Linked DNA regions of Rattus norvegicus: region 1 is linked to region 2. The links are chromatin contacts, called in public Hi-C maps. All regions are on one chromosome and are shown on one strand. Each heading gives the region's core, a stretch centred on a gene start, on an enhancer-like site or on the middle of the called end of the contact. The rest is flanking DNA. Distances are from core to core; before and after follow the strand shown.

The links. Hi-C and Micro-C count contacts between places; a contact is called where the count stands out from the background.
Region 1: a contact with region 2 is called in a Hi-C map of Schwann cells, with 4 times the contacts expected there. The contact joins the promoter of Adprh here to the enhancer-like site in region 2. A contact is called at or near these places in 3 of 12 Hi-C or Micro-C datasets (Schwann cells, hepatocytes and kidney).

The regions. Positions count from the first base shown.
Region 1 is chr11:75,801,959-75,807,130 of GRCr8, reverse strand. It overlaps Adprh (ADP-ribosylarginine hydrolase), which reads right to left and starts at 1,784. Exons shown (of 4, transcript NM_183325.2): 1 at 1,682-1,784. It overlaps LOC108352341 (a long non-coding RNA gene), which reads right to left. Exons shown (of 3, transcript XR_001840512.3): 3 at 3,342-4,809.
Region 2 is chr11:75,748,037-75,752,985 of GRCr8, reverse strand. Timmdc1 (translocase of inner mitochondrial membrane domain containing 1) reads right to left here. Exons shown (of 7, transcript NM_001007676.1): 5 at 3,963-4,041. Among named protein-coding and RNA genes, the nearest start is that of Timmdc1, 16 kb to the right of the region's middle. Within about 2 kb of position 2,030, at least 14 of the 93 cell types and tissues checked have an H3K27ac peak or open chromatin away from gene starts, as enhancers often do. A contact at or near this core is called in Schwann cells and hepatocytes, where this site is marked.

The DNA of each region.
Region 1 (5,172 bases), core at 535-3,034, 54 kb before region 2:
CTCTGTATTAAGCCTGAGAGGTTTGCTGCCCGGGCGTCCTAAGCAAGTCAACCATCATGGCGACAAGGCAGCTCCGTAAGTATTAGGAGAACGGAATCAGGCCACACAGCTAGCCGGTGCGGCTGGGACTCTATCACAGAACTGACTTCAAAGCTTGTCTCCAACTGTGTCTTGGGCTCTCCAGGAGTGGCCAGCCCTACAAGTCAACCCCAGCTTGTCAATGTCCCCATCAGCTGAGACTGGGCTTTGGAATACATCTCTCTCTCTCTCTTGTGTGGAGAGCTCAGGTAAAGAGATAATGGCAAAACCCAGGTGTGTTGTGAGGAATGAATGAATGAATGAATGCGTTTCCATAAAGTACATAGTGAGCACAACTTTGTGATTACTTTTATTACTCATCAACTGCCATCTTCCCTTTACCAGCAATATTTAAAAATTTGTAAATGATTCAGTTTTATTTACATACTCTAGCTTTCGGCCTTCGTGTGTATCTGTGTGTGTGGGGGGGTGCTGGGCCCCCTGGAACTAGCACTTGTGAGCTGCCACGTGGATGCTGGGAATTGAGCCTGAGTCCTCTGGAAGAACAGCCAGTTCTCTTAACTGCCGGGCCGGGCCAGGCCATCTCTCCAATCCCTCGTTTGTCTCCTATCTGGTAAGAGCTCTGTAGCACTGCATTACAAACGATACACCCACCACAAACTGAATCCTTGCTAGCGCACTGGCTTCCCAATGAATGAATGCACTCCCCACTCTACCTTAAGCCAGGGCCCCACAGCACCCATTCCCTGTGGTGATTCAGGTTCAGAGTGCTCCAGTGTCTGCCCACCCCACTCACCCAACCCGCTCACCGATCCACTCCACGAACGAGGCAAACACTCTCAGGGGCTAAGAGACTAGCTCGCCCCTGTCCTCGGCCCAAGCTCTTCCCACCCACCTGCCTTTCCCCCCCAAAGGCTATTTTAGGTTTAGTTCAAGTCCAGGTACTGCCACAATCCACCTAGTCAGGGCTCAGGACTGGGCACAGTACAGCAAAGACCTGGAGAAGCAGTAAGGAAAAGCCAGATCCTGCTTATGCTATCAAAATACTTTGTATGTATAAACAAAGGCTAGGAACTAGAGTTCTGTACTCCCTTGTGTTCGCTGTGTGACCATTACCAAGCCGCTCACACTGGAGTTCTGTTTCCCATCTGTGGGGGAGAAAGATGTAGATTTTAAGTGTCCTCTGAGGCCCACGTATTCCAAGCACAAGCTCTGTTGGCTTCCCCTCCAAATGCTCCAGGTTCCCTTTTTGCGGCTCTCCCCTGGTGTGTGGGAACCGACGGAGGAAGTAGCCAGTGTCTTTTCACTATGAAATACCTTTTCACCTTGACACGTGCAACCATATTGCCCCAGCCGCTTCAGAAGTCATTCCTTAACCCACTCTAAATCTCCACAGGTGAGGTAGCGATAAAACTATACAATTAAAACTGAAGTGCACTTCCAGTCTTCCCATTTGTTTTCCTGGCCTGGGTAGAAGGAGGAATAGGAAAAAAGGTGGGGGGAGGGGAGGCCGCGATGCACTCAGGAAAGTCTTGGTGACCACTTGGAGGACACTGGCCTGGCACCAGTCTGGAGGTGAGAACCGGGCCGAGCCGGGTTCAGGGTCAGCAGTAGGATAGTGGCTCAGGGAGTGCGGCTGTACCTGCTGAGGCGGAGCTGAGAGCGTGGGGCGGGATCGGGGTTGTCCAGAGCCGAGGGCTGGCTGGCCGGAGCTGGAGGCGGGGTAGCCCGCGCTGGAGTCCCGGTGTGGGCACCGGAACCTAGAGCAGAACAGGGGCGGGCCGGTCGCTGGCGCACAGCAGCTTCCGGCGGGGCTGAGCCCTTCCGCGTCCTCCGCACCGGATGGAAGGAGGAAGGGGCGGCGCTGGGGCGCCTAAGCCTCTGAGATCTGCCCGGTAACAGCTCGGTGCTGCGTGTGGGCTGAGACGAGTGGTGCTGGGGCGAGCTCCGCGCTCACCCTGCCAGGGTTCTGCCCCTCGGACCGTACGACAGCCAGCGCCTGTTACCCACTTCTCAGAGCGGCGAGGGCTCCCCAATCCTAACTCTAGTCTCTGGTTCTGCGTGCTCTCCACAGAAGTGTTTCAAACGGGAACTTAGAGAGGAACTTATAGTTTCTTTCCCCTAAATTATGACTCTGGATTTGTTAGGACCTTAAGGTAGCAATGGCGGCGTTGAGCCCACATGTCGTGTTCTGAGTGTAAGCCTGAGCCTCTGGCCACGCTCCCCAGTACCCTCGACCGTTTGACATCGTCTCCTGAAAGGCGCAAATCGGGCCTTGTGCTTGAAAGGAATATCCGCTTTTGTAAAGCGACCCCAACGCACTTCAAAGATCCTGCCTTGACTCCTTAAACTTAAGCAAGATCAACAAATGTCCGCCCTAATTTCAGATCTACTCCAAGAAATCCCATTAAGGAGCTATGCTGGAAACATCCCCTCTTCTGCTATGTTTTCAAAACAAAAAGGAAAGACTTATCTGAGAAGGAAACTTGAACTGAACATATATAATTTCTCCTATTAACTTTGGCATTAATAACTATTATCGCATAAGTAAATCTATTAATCACAGAAGTAATTGAGGTGTTCACGTGGAGTTTAGAGACGTTTTTATTAAGTAAAAATAAATTGATAAGTTATGGGATGATGAATATATGTTAATAAAGCAGTGTGCGTGTTGATTGGAAGGCTAAGCCTCAAATTATAAATATTTGGAAGTGCTCAGAAGGAGAACAAGTTTTCTGAGTAAGGATAGGGGTGAAGGTAAATTAAATTTTGATTTATTTTTTGAGATCAGACTGGTCTCAAACTTGTGACCCTTCTGCCTCTGCCTTTAGAATGCTGGAATTTCAGTCTTACAACTCCACATCTGGCTTACATCTTTTAGAATATTTTTTCTATATTATATATAAAGACATTTTAGAGAAAAAATAGAAACTACAGATTACCCCTCTGGAGATATATACACATATACATATACACATGCATGTATATGTACATATACATATATGTAAAACAGTCTTTATGGTATGTACGTGATTTTAAAACAACAGGGCCATTTTGTAAATAGAATTTTATATCCTTTCTTAAAAGGCTTTATGAACTACTCATGAGACTCCAAATGTTTACATACATTAACACTTCCACAATAAGCTAACTTCTTGTTTGATACAATAAAAGTGTGAGGCCCTGGTGTCCAGCTCCTCTCTCACCAGATCATGGTTAAAACTGTTTTAAGAGAAAAGATTCACTTAGGATCAGAAAACAGAACAGTTAAACAAAGCTTTATTTAACTGCGTAGACCCAAATGTGTTCTGAGTGCCGATCCACAGAGTGACAGCTAAGGCTTCGAGAACCGGCACTAACACCCACTCTACGCTGACAGGAAGTAGTTAATATGCAGGGCCGTTGGACTAACAGCAGAACAGCCGCAAGGGCCAAAGGAGAACAAAGCACAGGATAGACCCTGTGAAACTCCTCAGCGTAAACTCAGAGTATGAAAACTGGAAAGCCAGGGACAAAGACATGCAAAAGCAGCTGCTATGTGGTCCATTCAGGAAATCTCAGATGCCATCTGAGCCGCTGACTGGATGTCCTCTTGGCCGGACTACAGCACCCAGGTTGTTCAAATCTTCCTCCAGATGAGAAGGTATTTTACAGCGGAGACATCAGCCTTTCTATCAGTAAACACGAGGAACAGTGGATTATCCCCCATAATGTGTGCAGACCTCAATGAATTACCTAAACATCTTAAGAGAGAGCCCCCCCCCCTTGGAAAAAGGGAATTCTGCTAACTGACTGCCTTAGGGGTACAGCAGACTCTGCCTCCACACAATAGCAAAGGCAGAATGCACACGTCCACAGAAGCAGTTTAAGTCACCAGACGGCATTTCCGTGGGAGTGTGTGTTCGACTCATCACATTCTAGTGAGGAAACCCAGACCAGGGAAGAGAGTTCTTTGGAGTCTGGGTGACCTCGTTATACAAAAAGAATCAGGCCTGGAACCTAGAATTAGCCCTTCCATTCCCCATACTGCCACTTAGAAAAAAGTCACAAAATGGCTCGCAGCTAAATGCTGGTTATGTTAAAGGCATATGGGCTGATTTTTTAAAATATTCTCTGGTCTCCCCAGTGGTCTGAAGCATCGCTTTAAGACTACTTTACCATCGCTTTACCACGGTCGTAAAGAAAAATATTGGCATGGTGGTGGTGGTCCATGCCTTTCCTCTCAGCACTTTGGGAGGCAGAGGCCAGGGCGTCTCTGTGAGTTTAAGGCCAGCCTGGTCTACAAATCTACTTCCAGGACAGCCAGGGAAACACAGAAAAACAAACAAACACATATAAACTCTATATCTATCTTTATCTGTATAGATCTATGAAAAAGCAAAACTTAGATACACATGCATTCTAATTTTAAGAAGCAGGCGGTAATTCCAGTAAATAAACTGGCATCTGAAGGTTAGGAAAAGCTTAACCCTTCGAAGCAGAACAGAAAGACAGCAGGGGAAGTCCTTGTTGCTTGTTTCCAGAGGCCAGGGCTTCCCAACCTTTGGTAGAGACCAGCCAGTACATTTTGAAATCTTCTCTGGTGACTTCCTGGCAAATGGCTTCCGTTGCTGCATTCTTACTTTCGCTGGATTCCCCCACTGGACCGGCAGCCCTCCTGGATCCCCAAACCCACTTCATTTCCCGAACTTGCAAAGGGCCTTCCATGTTCCAACCACAGCCACTCACTGAGGGACTTCACTGACCACGGGGCTCTCAAGAGAAAGCAGCCTTCAGGGGAGAACAAAAACAAGGGCAGTGGGTGCTTTGCGCAATTTTTCTTCCTTCCGTGCCCCCTCTGCCCCACGGCCTGCTGCTGATCAACCTGGATCCACCACTCTAAATCCGACCTCGTTGCTGTTTCTAGAAGACTTCTGGACACATACCGCGGTAAAGAAAATTCTAGAAGGAGATATTTAGTTGTCGTTCCAAACCTGTTTCTCCTTCCTCGGAGGTGTCAGTCCCTCACACCCTGGGTCTTGCTCTTCCTCCTAAATGGCTCCTTGAAGGGAACCCCTGAAGCTTAGGATGGGGTGCCTTTAAAGAACCAAGAGGCTACCTGAGGAGTCCTCAATGAACCCTCTCCCCCAAAAG
Region 2 (4,949 bases), core at 781-3,280:
CTGTAGTGGGATCTGATGCCCTCTTCTGGTGTGTCTGAAGACAGCTCCAGTGTGCTTATATGTAATAAATAAATAAATTTTTTAAAAAAGAGAAACCATTACATGCTACAATGTAAATAAATCTCAAGCAAGTTGGTAAGCAAGTGAAATAAGCCAGTTACAAAAGGACGAAATGTTGTGATTCCATTCATTCAAATGCTGTATGATTCTGGTATGCATGTCAAAATTAAATAGAAGGGAAAGTAAAAAGAAGGTTGCCAATAGCTGGGTGGAGTGATGAGAGGAATTACAGTTTAAAAATATAGTTTCAGGTTTTAGACAAAACATTATGGGGATGTAATGTACAACAACATTAATATGTTTAATATTACTGAATTCATACTTAAAATGGTGACAATGTGGGAAAATGGGAGGACCCATAAGAACAAAGTATTATGAAAATGCCATGCTCCATTCTATACTAATTTTAAAAACTAATAAAAAATAGTCAAGATGATAAGTGTAACATATTTTTGCTGGTTTGACAGAGGGGGTAAAATGGCAGGTGTACATGCCTGCAATCCCACTGCCTCAGAGGTAGCAGTAGGAAGATCAGAAGTTCAGGCTTAGTCTTGGCTACATGGGGATGTTGAGGCTAGCCCAAACTAGTGACCCTATCAGGAAAAATTTTCCCACTAGCTTCAACAATGTTTCCCTCCAGACCAAGCTTATAGACTACCAATACAACAAAAATAATGTTAGCAGTGGGTTTTGACAAACGAAATTTCATTCAATTAAAAAACTGTAAAATAAGCCAGGTGGTAGCAGCATATGCCTTTAATCCCAGCACTCAGGAGGCAGAGGAAGGTAGATCTCGGAGTTCAAGGCCAGCCTGGCCTACAAAATAAGTTCTAGGATAGCCAAGGGTATACAGAGAAACCCTGTCTTGAAAAAGAAAACTGTAAAATAAAATCCATAAATCCAGCTGTGTGTAATAAATCATGCTTATAATCTCAGCATTCAGAAAGCTAAGGATGATAACAAGGTCAAGGCTGGCCTGCCCTACAGAGCATCTCAAACCTCTCAGTCCCCTCCCTTCAGAACAGACAACCATGATTCAACCTGACAAAGTGGTAGGATGGCAGATGGGTGGGTCAGCAGGGATGAAGGATAACTCGTTCAGAAGAATGTCAATTAATGGGAACACAAGGATGGCCAGGACCAGGCTGTCTTTGTAAGCACCTTCCCAAAAACCAAGGTGCAAGGATGTCAATGCATTGTTAAAACCACTGCAGCAAAGGCACGTGGGGACGGGATGACGGGTGTTCAGTCACATGCGCTCCCTACCTAATCACATGGGAAAGAACTGCAGTGGAACTGAATAGAGAGCCCTGCCTCAAGTCTCCCCACATTTGCTGTCCGAATCCCTCCACTGCTGGAACACGGTCTAAGAATGGAGTCGTGTGAGGACTGAGTGCTTGAGAGAAAACTTCAAAACAAGACAAAAGAGTCTTGTGACCTCAGTTTCTTCAAAACACACAAGTGTTCTTAGGGACTGGCCCATGCTGTGCCCTCCCAGGTGTATGGAGAGATGTGAGTTGTCTAAGAGACTCACTGTCACCTGCCACTATGATTCAGCTGTCCCTGTGGAAAGATCTCTGCCATGGGTGACTTGTCCTGTAATTGTTCACTTGACTAAAGGATTCCTCTTGACCCTGTCTGATGCTCTGAATAAAGATGGAAATCACATGAGACTTTGGTCCACCTCATCTTTAGGATCCAGTCTCCTGGGTCCCATTGTCTCTAGTACACCTGTGGTTTTGCCATGTTGCATGGAAATATGGATTTTGGAGTTCTGGTTTAATCAAGAAGGAGATTATCTGGGTGAGTGAGCTTAAAAGCTGTCTCCTTTGTCTGAAAAGGAGCAGAAGATTCAGTGTGAGGAGAGAGATTGTTATTCTGAACATGGATGGCCCATGAGAAAGATGTGGGTGGCCTCTAGGAACAGGGAGGGAGTGTCTGGCTTTCAGTCCCAGCGAGGAAATGCGGATCACAGACTGTTTGACTCAGACTCCCTCTAGTGCATGCCAGGGAATAGTACACGGGATCATGTAACAGTTTTAGTTTTACTGTTTGCTTTTGGTTTATTGATTTTTTTGAGACAAGGTCTCATGTAGCCCAAGCTGGCATCATATAGGTAGCCAAAGATGACCTTGAACTCCTGTCTTTTATATTGTAATTCAGCGGTTTTCAACCTGTGGGTCCTGACCCCTTTGGGGAGTTAAATGACCCTTTCACAGGGGTGACATATTAGATATTTACATTGCAACTCTCAATGGTAGCTAAATTACAGCCATGAGGTAGCAAGAAAAGAATTTTATGGTTGAGGTCACCACGCCATTAGGAGCTAGCCGTGTTAAAAGGTGGAAGCGTCAGAAGGCTGAGAACCGCTGCTCTAAGGGCTGAGATACAAGTGTGATCCACCCTAGTTTCCAGGCAGCCCCATACTCACTGATATCTGCCTGCCTTACATTCCCACCAACAGTGTGTGCAGCTTCCTCTCACCTCCATCCTTGCCAACACAGATCATCACCAATATACCAAATACTTAACGCTTATAATGGGTGACATACATGCCTCTTGCTGTGCTATACACCAGGGGCACAGCTGCACTTATGTAGCAACCCTGACAAAAACATTTAACCCAAAGCTAACGCAAGGATAATCAAAGCAAACTGAGAACCACTCTGGGGACTGCAGTGGCAATGAAAGGGCTGACACCTCTATTGCAAACTCTCCCTAGCAGACGCATGCTGATACAGTTAGGGGTAATCCCAAATGGTTCAACTTAGCCTTGTGCATGCTGGGCTTGTGCTCTGATGCTGAACTGATTTCCCAGCCCTGCTAAGTCTTTAAACCATTACACTTCTTACTCTGTGTGCGCACGTGTGTGCGTGAGCATGGGTGCGCAGGTCACAGACAATCAGCAGTCAGATCCTTCCTTTGAACATGTGGGTTGTAGGGATACAAGTCAGGACAGCAGGCTTGGGGGTAAGCTTACTGAGCCACTTCACAAACCCATACACAGCTTCTCTATTGGGGCACGGGGGTATTTCGAGGCAGAAGCCCTCTGCGTAGCCCTGGCTGTCCTGGAGCTCACTCTATAGAGCAGGTTGGTCTCACAGTCAGAGCTCTGTCTGCCTCTGCCCACTGGACTAAAGGCTGGGATTGAGTCCATCATGAGGCCTTAGTATACTCATTAATCCAGCTTCTCAGTAGGGTTGAAACCATTTTGAATTTCTAGCATTTTAACTAGGGAAGAAGAAGAAGAACCTTTAAGTAAAATATGTATTCATGGAAACAAAACAAATAACAATTCTAACATGCTACAGCACACATGTGTTCTCTATGAACAATTTTCTGGTCATTTTTCTTGCTCCTTATGAATATTTTGTTTACGAGTAATTTCACATATTGGCGATGTTTACACATATTTTACCCCGTGAAAAGGAATCTTGAATATGCATCCTGTTTATGCTACTGAGTTGTTATTTACTGTTTTAATTACACTGTGATAACTATAAATACAACAAGTGGACAGTGAGAGCTGGGGTATGGCTCAGTGGGAAAGAGTGTGCGTTGTCTTTGCTGAGTACCTGACTTTTATCCCTAGCACCCAGCCAGGCAGCTGACAAGTGCCTGGAATGACAACGTCAAGGGATCTGACACTTTTTGGGCACAGACACAGACACACACATGTACACATTAAAAAAAAAAATCCACAATTTTTAAGTTAAAAAAAGCATTTGGTTTTAATCCTCTCATAACTGCCCCAATAAGGAACTAGATAGTCACGGCCCCTGATGATACAAGACAAACATCTTTTAAAGTCTCTGAGGACTAGGTTTGTGCTTTATTAGTATATAGTTCTATGTACTAATCCCTTCAGTAGACAAGACAGACTAAACCAAGTTAACACTTACCCCAACAAAGCTCCAATTATACCGCCAGCCACCAGGCCTCGAAGACCTAAGTTTATTCTGAAAAGGCCTCCTGTGACAGCTATTTAAAAGGGGAAAAAAAGCAATGTTAAATCACCTTTAGATGCTACACTTCTATTCTTTCACAGTAAGAACACAGACCCCGAAGTGAGCTTTCTGAATCCAGCGTGAACAAGGTATGAGGTATGAAAGTGTGAAGAGCCATCAAAATACCTTTCTGCCTGCTCTACGGTAAGAAGAAAGTATTTTATAAATATGAATCCTCAGTCTTTCCTATAGCTCTAATTCCAGTTTTTCTTTTCCAATTTCCTCTTAAAAGTTGACGGTATATTTCACTTTCGTCCACATCTTTCACCTCTTTCATCCCCCATGCCCTACCCCCTCCCACCATCCCCTACCTCCCCACCCGGGTTTCTCTGTAGAGTCCTGGCTGTCCTAGAACTTGCTTCATAGACCAGGCTGGCCTCAAAGTCACAGAGCTCTGCCTGCCTCTGCCTCCCAAGTGCCCAACCAAAGACAATAAGCAACAGCAACAAAAACTACTTCACCTGCCTCAGAAGATTAGGCCTTCTAGTCTCACTCCTCTGTACTGCTTGGTGGACTACACTGTGCAAGCAGGCAGACCTGCAGAGGCAGCATTTAGCACACAGTGCCACCTGCTGACCAGTACAAGGAGTGCAACTCTTTTCACCAGAATTGTATTTCTAGGACAGTTTATTTCCCTTTTTAAAACCAGGGTCTCATGTAGCTTCAAACTGAGTAAGGAGCTGAGAATGACCCTGAACTTCTGATCTTTTGCCCTCTACTTTCTTAGTTCTGAATTTACAGTAGCCATGCATCACCACCTAGAGTGTCTGTGGTGCTGAGGAATAAACCCAGCAAACAATGCGTGTAATGCAAGCATTATACCAACGCACTCCAGAATCACCGGCCCCTTGTCCTCTTTACACTAACGCCATCTTAGGTGGT